Linked DNA regions of Danio rerio: region 2 is linked to region 1. The links are chromatin contacts, called in public Hi-C maps. All regions are on one chromosome and are shown on one strand. Each heading gives the region's core, a stretch centred on a gene start, on an enhancer-like site or on the middle of the called end of the contact. The rest is flanking DNA. Distances are from core to core; before and after follow the strand shown.

What was found. A called contact is a pair of places that touch in the nucleus more often than the background predicts.
Region 2: a Hi-C map of an unstated tissue shows a contact between it and region 1, with 4 times the contacts expected there. The contact joins the promoter of syt6a here to the promoter of c1qtnf12 in region 1. A contact is called at or near these places in 1 of 18 Hi-C or Micro-C datasets (an unstated tissue) and 1 of 4 datasets of contacts at active chromatin or transcription factors (embryo).

Annotation. Positions count from the first base shown.
Region 1 is chr23:27,645,165-27,650,907 of GRCz12tu, reverse strand. It overlaps c1qtnf12 (C1q and TNF related 12), which reads right to left and starts at 3,285. Exons shown (of 8, transcript NM_001080078.1): 1 at 3,054-3,285. The coding sequence starts at 3,227.
Region 2 is chr23:27,865,401-27,871,558 of GRCz12tu, reverse strand. syt6a (synaptotagmin VIa) reads left to right here and starts at 2,481. Exons shown (of 10, transcript XM_073939012.1): 1 at 2,481-2,606. klhl21 (kelch-like family member 21) reads right to left here and starts at 2,422. Exons shown (of 6, transcript NM_001320407.1): 1 at 2,312-2,422; 2 at 2,187-2,235.

The DNA of each region.
Region 1 (5,743 bases), core at 2,036-4,535:
CTTTGGATGAGCTGGCTCTAAGCTTGTTCAAATAGCCAAAGTTTGCAAAGCAGCCGGCGACTTCTGCTCGGGCACATATACGAAACATGATGAGAGACAACTGTGACTGCCAAATTCAGTCAGCTTTGCTCGCTGATGAGTGTGCTGACATATTTAACAGAGCATTTAAAACACATCATTCTGAGGTATTATATCTGCCTAGCTGTTAAAAGGGGTTTTACATTGTGAGGAATGATCGCTCGATAAAACGCATTACATTTACACATTTGGCAGATGTTTTAGCCAACTTACTCAAAGTGAATTTATTGTATATTGACTTTTTTTATCACTGTGCATCCTGTGAGTCCTATTGATCTATCATAAGACTACACGTTATACATAAATTAATAAACATCATATATCTGTGTAATATTTTAGTTTTTTTAAACTCCAAGGGCTCTATTTTGACGGTCCATGCGCAAAGCGCAGGGCGCAAACGCTTTCAGAATTAATTTTCGCTAATTTAAAGACAGTAAAATCCGCTTTGCGCCGTGGCGCATGGTCTAAAAGGGTTGAGTTTATTTTCTTAATGAGTTATAGGTGTGTTTTGAGAATAAACCAATCAGAGTCTCATCTCTCATTCCCTTTAAGAGCCAGCTGCGTCGCACCATAAGCGCATTTGGAAGTGGAAAAACTGAGCATTTCACTAGCAAACAGTTAACAGTTTTTTTAACAGAAAACAGTTAAACAGAGCATCTACCGCGCAAGAATGAGAGATAAACGATCTACTTTCACTTCACTCTTGGATAGGGAAACCTTTATGCACAGACATCAATTAGCCTATAAATAATTAATTTAGTTTGTTAAGCACAAATATTTGTTTCAAAACTATTTCTAAATTCAGTTTTAATTTCCAGCAAACGAATGAATGAACGATAATAACGAAATATAAATATGGATTTAATAAATAATACTGCTAATAATAATAACATTATACAAAAGCAAATTGCTATGAATGAACTGAAAAAGCCTCCCGATATTAAGAAGGCTCTGCGCTGGAGTTTAGACCGGGTTTGTTTTGGTCTAATGAAAAATATATTATAGTTTTTCAAAATAGCAACGCACAAGCAGTGCACCTCAGAACGCCTTCCTTTTTAGACCAGAACGCCTATGGGCGCACATATGAGCGCAAATGCATTTGCTATTTAAAGAGCGTGGCGCCTCAAAACGACTCTTGCGCCAAGCTGAAACTAGCAAACAAGTATTGAGCCCTATCATAGGCCTTGTGCCTCATTGCGCCGGGTGTATGATAGGGCCCCAAGACTTTATTTAAGTTTTCTTTATTTATTTTTCTATTTATGTAATTTATTTATTTATTTATTTATTTTTGCATAAACAGTTTTGGAAACCACAAAACATTTTAAGGATTTCTGTAAAATCATTTTATGAAAACATTTTTAAATAATTTTCTATCAAAAGTTTTAGGATTTATTTAAAACAAAACATTTTGTACAGTTAAAAGGGCTATTACTATTACTTGTTGATCCATTCAATGCAAATATATATATTTATACAGTTGAAGTCAGAATTATTAGCCCCCCTTTTTTAAATATTTTCCAAATTATGTTAAACCGAGCAAGGAAATTTTCAAAGCTTGTCTGATAATATTTTTCTTTTGGAGAAAGTCTTATTTGATTTGATTTGGTTTTAAATTTTTTAAAAGCCATTTTAATGTCAACATTATTAGCCCATTTAAGCTATATTTTTTCCGATAGTCTACAGAACAAACCATCATTATACAATAACTTGCCTAATTACCCTAACCTGCCTAGTTAACCTATATAATCTAGTTAAGCCTTTAAATGACATTTTAAGCTGTATAGAAGTGTCTTGAAAAATATTTAGTAAAATAGTATTTACTGTCATCATGGCAAAGATAAAATAAACCAGTTATTAGAAAGGAGTTATTAAAACTATTATGATTAGAAATGTGTTGAAAAAATTAGGGGGAACAGAAATTAGGGGGAAAAATAAACAGGGGGGCTAATAATTCAGAAGGCTAATAAATCTGACTTCAACTGTATATATAAAAAATATTAATAAACATATTTATAAATATATATATATATACAATGCTTAGGTTCAGTAATTTCACTTTTATGGCAAAGAATAAGTTCCTTTTATGATTTTCAAAGTAAAATAACTCAGCATAAACAAGGGAGGCTGAGAATAATGCTCATTTTCTATGGAAATTTCAGACGGCACTTCAAGTTTTTTTTTCATCTGAACTCTTCATTAATACACCATCAATTTAAATATATATATATATATATATATATATATATATATATATATATATATATATATATATATATATATATATATATATATATATATAATTTTTATATATATATATATATATATATATATATATATATATATATATATATATATATATATATATATATATATATATATATATATATATATATATATATATATATATATATATATATAATTTAAGGTGTATTAAATCATGTAAACACCTTTCATCATTCTCAAGTAATTTTACTTATACAGTAGAACAGCCATTAGGGTAAGACTCTCGATAAAACATAGCCCCAAGATATTTAAAACACTTGTAACAGTGGCGTCAGCCATCTGTGTTTCACAGCCTTGCTGATTACCTTCAATGTCAGTAAAATGAAGTCACACAGAAACAAGCTAATTATAACAACCATTATCAAATATACAATATCTGACAAAGCTACATAAAAAGGTCAAAGCAAAATTGTAAAATCAGCCTTTTTCAGAGCCCATACCTTTAAAAGCACAATGTTGACTGTATTAGCACTTCAAAACACCTTTACTTGAATAATAATCATCTTTTAGACATATTTGAGAATGCTGCATCGAGCTGCTGTATAGCCCTAAAAAGACTGCACACCTGAACACTGCTTCTAAACAAGAGCTTGTGTAAAACTATTACTGAACACTCTGATGTGAAGTGGTGTTAATGCGCAGCGCTGGATAATGAACAGCAATGCATTGAGAAAGGCTCATGTGATATCTACCTTTGGGCTGCCATCCAGCTCCTCGCTGTTGGAAAGAGTGGTGTTGAATGCTTCGGTGTGCTGTGGAGCGCCTTCCTTCAGCCTCTTAGGCACCTTCCTGCCCTCGGCCCACCCTAGAGGGATGCACTGGCTCCAGAGCACAGCCGTCACCACAGCTAGTACCCAGCAACGCATCTTCAGCCCACCAGCCAGGAGACCGTTGTTGGGTCAGAAAGCAGACTCTATCACAGTCCTTCTCTCTGTGGGAAGTTCTCGACTTCAAGAAATACAAAGGAACAGCGAGACGTCCCGCACGCTTGACCTCACAGGGAGATAAATACTGTAAGAGGCAGGCAAAGTGATTAAGGAACTTGTCCACTCCACCTGATACCTCAGCCTGCTCTTGATCTTCTCAGCAGCTACCAGTGTGAGGCTCAAGCCCCTTTGGCAAAAACAAAGCAAAGCTTACTCGACTATGAAATGTGTCAAGTGCGGAGCAATCCTGGGAAATGACAGGTCGTCGCTGAGCTGACAGCAAATAAACCCATTAGTGAGATTTTTCACGCTTCCTGCCCCATGGGGGGTAGCAGAGGGCAACTAAAGAAGGTCCCAAACTGGGAAAGGGGGAACTGGATGGAAATTACTCAGATTCCCTCTCACTTTCTCTCTGATTCTTCACCTCCGTCTCGCTCCTGGGATGTGGAGTCTGTGTGGTGATGCAGCTGAGAAGATTCTCTGGTAAGCAACGCTAAGCTCTTGCCCCATCAGTCTTCACATGTGGTTCCTTCTTGAAGCCGAGGTGGGAAAAAAAAGTCCTGAGGGAATTGGAAGTTGGAAATGATCCAGTTTTCTTAGCCTTTGGCCTTCCTTTGCCTTTTTTTCCTTGCAGGGAAAAATCAGTCTCCCTCGGAGCAACTTTAAAGCACTTGATGGGACGATCACACCCAAATACATCAGCCTTGGGTGACAAAAACAAATGCACGCTCTCCCCAAAGAGCAAAATCTGTGGTAGGTCCTGCTCACAGTTCTGTCCAAATCTTATGCTGTTGCTCCTGCACTCTCTCACTCTGCTTACAGGAGGGCTCGCAGCAGAGTTTATCACAGCCCCCTCTCTGTCTCTTGCTCTTTCTCTCTCTCTCTCTTTCTGATTCCCTTGCTACTCTTTTCCTCATCAGTGAAACTGGCAACCTCAGTAGGCTCAGCCCTGTTTTATCTCACTAATGAAATACTCAAGTCTTGAGGGAGAGCTCTTTGGCAGGCAGACTCTAGGGAATGCGTGTTCATGTGTGTAGGTGTAAATCTGTGCGTGTATGTGTCTGAGTGAGTGTGTGTTGTGTCCTACTTTGCAGTACATGTGACATTTAGACTCAGAAAGAACTGCTTTTAGGGACTAAAAGTGATTGACCAACTGACTAGACTAGATGTCTGGAAAGGACTGGACAGCCCTGTTATGGAGTCACTCCATAACAAACTTAAAATCTGCATGTACGCACAGCCTACTAGTACTGCATCAGAAACATAATCCATAGTACTATTAATTTCTCATTGCTAAATGTAATAACTTGCAAAACATGCTGTTAAACATTAGTGTATAGTGATCCTAGTATTACTACAACATAAATCACAATATGTTCATGTTATTAATTTATTATTTTACTCACTGTGATTCATTGACAATTATGCACATTTTTTAACTTTGTGGTTAAGTTTTGCAATGCTAATAGACAGTGCTGTTTAATACTGGTAACATTCTAGATCCTCTGATCTTCTTCCTCCCTCTGGTGGCTGGAAATAAAGTTGCAGGACTTCATATTTTTCAGTGTGTATTATTAATCTGTATATTATTAAACTTTACTATAAAACCAAAATGCAAGTCGCAAATTAAAAAATGTTTCTCACACTTATTTTGAATTTAGATTTAACTTACCATAAAACTATTTTAAACACACACACAAAAAAAAATTGTGTATGCTCAGGGATAGGCGATATAAGTATTTCAAATGTATTTCAAATACAAAATAGTATTTTGTCATTTGTATTTGATAGGGTTTATGAAAACTGGTTAATATTTTGTAGTAAAAATACTTTAGTGTCTTCTATTTTTGTATTTTTAAAGTACTGTAAAATACTTTGTAAGAAGTCTACATGATGACTTTGTAAAAATGCAGCCTCAAATTCATGCTTTCTCAGTTATTTGCCTAGGATTGACATCAGAACAGAAAATTTATTAATATTGAAGAAGGGCGTCAATGCTTGGAGTATGAATAAAATATTATGCACTAACAAAACCTCCAAAAGGCTGTACTGGTGTTCACTAAGGAGGTAACTTGACACTCTTCCATAAGAACTGAAAAACTCTTGGGAGAAAGAGTATACTGCACATATAATAGTAGTTTACGGTGGATTGCTAATGTAGATGCCAAGAAAATAAGACATTAACAATATTAAAATAAATCCCACAGTGGCGATTTCTGCGATACTTCATTGGCAGTTTTAAATGCCACTAGTTAATCTGCTGGTGCTCAAATGAAGAGGACATGTCTGACTAAAGATGTCAAAGTTTAAATTAATTTAAAAGAATTATGTGTACAAAAAATGTAAATAACCTCTTCATATATCACCCATTTAAAATATAAGGCTGTTAAGAGATGGTGTCAATTTTAATGGCCACGCAAATGATGGAAACACAATAAAGAGATACTATGTTCCAG
Region 2 (6,158 bases), core at 1,232-3,731, 220 kb before region 1:
AGTTATCAAAGATGTAGGTGACTTTCATCTTCAGTGGAATATTAAAGAAGACTGTAGACTGGTCGCTTTTGATGACGAATGTACAAAAGCTGGTGATGCAATTGTCAATATCTATCAACCAATATCAACAAACTGCGTCACCTGAACTGCTGTTAAAGTACCACCTTTGCACTTTCGACATTATATCGACAGAACTACATTTGCACATGCGCAGAGATCTGTTTGCCCAGGCTTTGGATTAAAGCTAATTATATTTTAATAATGTTTAATTTCTTACACAGACCAATCATTTCGCTTCACAAGATCTCAGTGTGTCATCAGAAGCCATGGTTATTGGTCTGGACTTGTTTGTATGCATTTATAATTAATCTAAAAGCCTATTACTATTTACTGCCATTATATTAATCCCAAGGACCACAAATTCAGCTAATAAAACCTTGGATGACCTGCAGATAAGTAAATTAACAAAAAAAAAATGATTTTAGGTGAACGATTCCTTTAAAAACGTTTATCACACAAAACATTTTTTCAGTATTTGTATGTAGGTAAATTGACCTCCATATCATTTCTTATTTGCTTGACCCTTTAGATCTGGCAACCAGTGGATGATGTTTATGTATCTTGTTGAACAATAGCAAATCCCTTTATGAACCCCTCAGGGCCTCATTTCCATCTATTGCCATTGTACACCCTTTGTGTGTGTGTCTAACCCATCAGTGGCCTTCTGTCTAATGTTGCACCTGGCTGAGAAATACCCACCATAACACAGCTGCCTCGGCTCTGCATTCCATCAAGCCAAATACAGCAGCTGAGCAATACTGGGTCCCGGGACATCCAAGATCAAACTCTGCTTCACCCTATTTAGCCAGATAAACTAGTCTTCAATTCAACACATTTATGCAGAAACCCACCAGTAGCCCTTGTAATAAGATAGGATTTGTTCTGTTAGCAATTTCTTGTTATTTTAGAAATTAAATTAGTGCTCTATATTAAACAAAACAATACATTGAGCGGCAACAATATTTACAAACGTTTTTAAATTTTTGGAAAACTATTGATTATAGCATAAAAATAAACAGATTTTGTTTTGTTTATTAATTTGTTGTCAGAACAACTTACAATATATGTGTTTGTATATACTGCCAGTCAAACTTAAAAAAAAACATACTTTTAGAAAAAAAAGTCTCTTCTCACCTCAAATAAAACCTCTTATATTGTGAATTAGACCATTTCAATGTGGTGATGTCACTAGCCCATGACTATTCCTGCTTGTTGTCAAACAATTTTAATAACTGTAACAAGAGGCAATTGAATCATATCCTAACATTATTTATCAATATGTAGACCTTTCAGGATTCTTGGAATATGGAAATGAAAAATGTAAAACAGGAAATAGATTTGGACCCCCGTTACTGTTTACATCCCTCAAAATGGTCTATGTGTGTGTCTATGTAAAAGGTGTGTGTGTGTGTGTATACATATATACATATGAAATAAAATATTTTGTAACAAATAATTTTACTGTACCTTTTGATCAATTTATTGTGCCACTGATGATAACAAAATATTTTGTATTAATATTTTTGTACTGATAGTTTTGCATCAAAATATGAGGCAGCACAATGATAATAATAATAATATATATATATATATATATATATATATATATATATATATATATATATATATATATATATATATATATATATATATATATTAAATAAAATGTGTATTTATCTATATGTGATTTCAGAAGGATGGTAAGGACAGTATTGATGTATTGATTTAAATCACATTAGTTAATTACGTTTTAAAATACATTACAACAGTTAATATAAAATCTAAATAAAAGTGTAATATTTTAAAATGTTATTGCAATTTTGACCGATGACGTTAGTGTAGCCATTATAGATGCCTATAAAAGTTAGTCTTTACACGCTGGGGTTAAAGCTAGTTTCAACCTTTTGTCACACCTGTTTTTGTTATAGTCTAAAAGACCTTCAAATTACAGTCTATTTTAAGATTTGACCGATAATGTCATGCATTGCTCATCTTCACCTACTCCAACTATATACTAACGAGGCATCAACGAAACAGCTTCTATTGCAATTTCCAAACCAGTAACGTTAAGTAATCAAAAGACTTTGAAGAAAAATCCAGCGTCAGTATTCATAACATAAACATACGTGAAATCGCTTTCCCGACACAATGACCGTCTGTTGCCTGTCTGCCTGCCTGTTGAGAAAAACAACACGAGAAGCGTCACATTTTACCTTTATACATAAGCTGTTTCGTACGCTTTTCTACTTACCGAAGCCAGCCGTTGACTGTTTCTGTTAATATTCGCCTCGGATAGTTCGGCAGATTGGATTAATTTGTGTATGTATGGTTTAAATTTGCTAGCATGTCGGTTTTGGGCTCGCTCATGTCAGCGCCATGACTCCGCATCATAAGAGACCCTCATTGGACACTTGTACACCAGTTACATGGTGACGTGATCTCAAGTTGGACTGTCCAAACTGTTGAACTGTATGGCGTGCGCACGCTTGTCGTCAAATACTTCACCATTATGATGAGATTTTCACTTCACTTTCTACATAATACGGGTATGTTTATGTAGTAAAACTGTCAAATTTCTTTTGAAAATATCATGACGAAAGCATTGAAGATAAAAAATCGCCAAACAATGAAGACCAGGTTGTGAGGAGGACTTTAAATGAGGGTTTGAATGAAAAGTGCGGTTGCTCATTGTCTTCTTTCCCAATGGTTAACTTATATTCTCCCTATTTTCAGTTTCTAAAACTTATATTTATCATGTAGGTTACATGTTTTTATTTAACTCCCATAACCTACTTCAAAAAGGTAAGATTAGGCCTACTGTAGGTTGACTTTCATTAGCCAGTTTTCACAAAATGTTAGTTTTACGCTTTTTGTAAAAACAGCTGCACTATTTTAATGCGTTTCATTTTCAGAAAAGAAATATTTTATGTTGCATAATAACCGTGACTTGCTTAAAATGTTAAATAATCTCTCTTTTTGGTTTTTCCACTTTTAAATAATAGTAAAAATAATAAGACCTGACAAATCCCTCTTTGGGATTAGTTAAGATATATTATATGAAGACAATAGGATAAATCCTACTTATATTTTTTGCATGGACAGTTTATAGCACAGTCAGCCTATATGTAAAGAAATGAACATAAACACAATAAATAGATACATTGAGGACTTTTTATGTTAATTTATTTCTCGTCTTTACAGAAAAAAAACTCAAGTGCATCACATAAGCGTTATATGTTAAAGTCACAAGTAAATCACATATTAAATACTCAGGAAATGGGGTTTTGGAACACATTCATGTGAATATTTGGTCACACTTTACAATAAGGTTCAATAGTTAATGTTAATTAATGCATTTACTAACGTGAACAAACAATGAACAATACATTTACTACTGTATTTGTTCATGTTAGTTAAAGTTAGTTAATGAAAATACAGTAGTTCATTGTTAGTTCATGTTGACTCATGGTGCATTAACTAATGTTAACAAGCATGGACTTGGATGTTAATAATGCATTAGTAAATGTTCAATTATGATTAATAAATGCTGTACATGTGTTGTTCACGATTAGTTCATGTTAGTAAATGCATTAACTAATGAACCATATTGTAAAGTGTTACCGAATATTTGTATTTCATGTGACACCCAGTGCTTAATTTGAGCCAGATCTTGCTGGATCCTGTTCCAGAAAATGTGTGGGCGCAAAAGTCAGGTTTAACTATTGGCACTCAACAATATTTTCATCCAATCATCTTTCTTACATTTATAAATAATGGCATAGTGGCCACCCTAATAATAATTTGTATTTTCAAAATGGCAAAGAGGCAGTCAATCTTGTGGGAACTGTGTCAGGATCAGGATAGCAGGAGACAGAAGCAAAGTGAACTCGAGTCAGCGTTAGCCAGAAAACATGACGGAAGAGGTAATAGGTTTCTTTGCATTATATGTGACAAGATGTCCCACTATTAATTAATTAAATCATTTTATTGTGTTTTTTTTTACTTTAATTGGGCTGTGGTGGTAAAAATATTCCTTCTTTTGAATTTTAGATAACCTGGAAAAAAATACACTTGGAAACAAAACTATACTTATCATTCTTTATTTTTTCATCAGAACATTTTGCATTTTGCATCAACATTAAAGCAAATGGATTATTTCATGCTTTGCTAGATGTTGCTTTAAGATGTTAGGCCCCCCTGGTGCTGTAAAATAATCTTTCTGCCAAGACCAAATCTTTGCATGCATAATCAGAGATAATTGTTTGAGTGAATGGGGAAAAATAGAAAGCCTGTTCTTTTGAAAAGAACATTTCAGATAGGATTTAATTTTATCATGATTACCGAAAGCTGTTCGTTATTTTAATCATGTTGGATTCTAAATCTGGACCTTGATTGTGTTTACTTACAGGTTTAAAAATGAGATTAAACAAGATGTGATGCATAAATTAGATTATATAAAATGCATAAATCTAATCCTGAAGCAGTTTTACGCCATAAACAACAAATACTGTTTAATGAAGTTGGCTGGTATTCAGTAGGAGCATTTTAAGAAAAAAAAATTAACCAGTTATTGCTTGATTAATTAATTTTGAGATTTCTTATTCATTGTTTTTTATTTAAAGTAAGTAGTCAAACATGGAGCTAAACTGTGTAAAAGATCATCAGCTTTCATTGGCCCATGAGAAAACGCTGACATTCCCTTCTGAGAGAAACGATTTGGCTTGGCTTCATGCTGCTGCTCCTCATTGATTAGCCATGACATTGAGTGCATTTTAACACGCTCACAATTGATGTGGTGAAGAAACTGCCACATAATGTTGATGTATTCATCCTTGAGAAGATATTTTGCCTTTAAGCCAGTCTTACAATGGAGTAAAGCAATGTTGGAACGGACTCAAGTCTTTAAAAACAGGTTTGCAGTATTTATCCATCTGATGTCACTGTATTCCAATACCAAGACCCTCAAAAGAAGGCATTTATTCATGCTTGAGAAGATATTTTTGCCTTTAAGCTGGTCTTACAATGCAGTAAAGCTCTATGGTGGAACAGACTCTAGTCTTTAAAAACAGCTTTGCAGGGTTTATCCATCTGATATGACTGTCCTGCAAGTCTTCAGAGGAGGCTGTTAAATTACATAAAGATATCTAAAATAAGGCATTGAAATAAAATAATTAAAAATCCATATATTTCTTTTCAAATTGAAAATCTTCTCAAACATGGATATATGAGCAAATATCAAAACTTATTTCTAGATTTAAAAACTCATGTAAGTCTTAAATGCCATAAAACCTTTCTATGTAAAAAACAACAGCATAACAATTATTAACATTTTGATGATTTAAATATTAATTTGGACGCTTAATTAGTCACTATTTATCATGTGAAATTGAGAAAAAAATCTAATGAAATGTGAATATTGAATCATTTTAAAGTAAATTATAAACGATTAGACGTCTAAATTACGCCTGCTGTAATTTAACTATTTACTCACTAGATGGAGCTGTTTGACATTGTATGCATTTGTTCTATTATTCAGTGCATTCTTTAGGAAAATGTATTAACAATATTGCAACATACTAATCTTTCTATCTAGAATCTATCTATCTATCTATCTATCTATCTATCTATCTATCTATCTATCTATCTATCTATCTATCTGTCTGTCTGTCTGTCTGTCTGTCTGTCTGTCTGTCTGTCTGTCTGTCTGTCTGTCTGTCTGTCTGTCTGTCTGTCTGTCTGTCTGTCTGTCTGTCTGTCTGTCTGTCTGTCTGTCTGTCTGTCTGTCTGTCTGTCTGTCTGTCTGTCTGTCTGTCAATATCTAAAATCAAAAATTGCCTGAATTTACTGCACAACAGACTGGAACAAAAGTGCTGCATAAATCTTGTCTGAATTATATTCTCATTTGCCCACTCTTTGTCAATGTTTACCAAGGATTTACAACTTTGCTTTAGGTATACAGCCCCAAGCTTCCACATTAATCATCGCAAATTAATAAAAATGTCCACACCATAAGGTTTGAAATTAGTCATTTTTATAGTCGGATGAAATACAAAGCTAGATTTGGGCACTGAAGCATAATGTTGCTGATCAACACTATG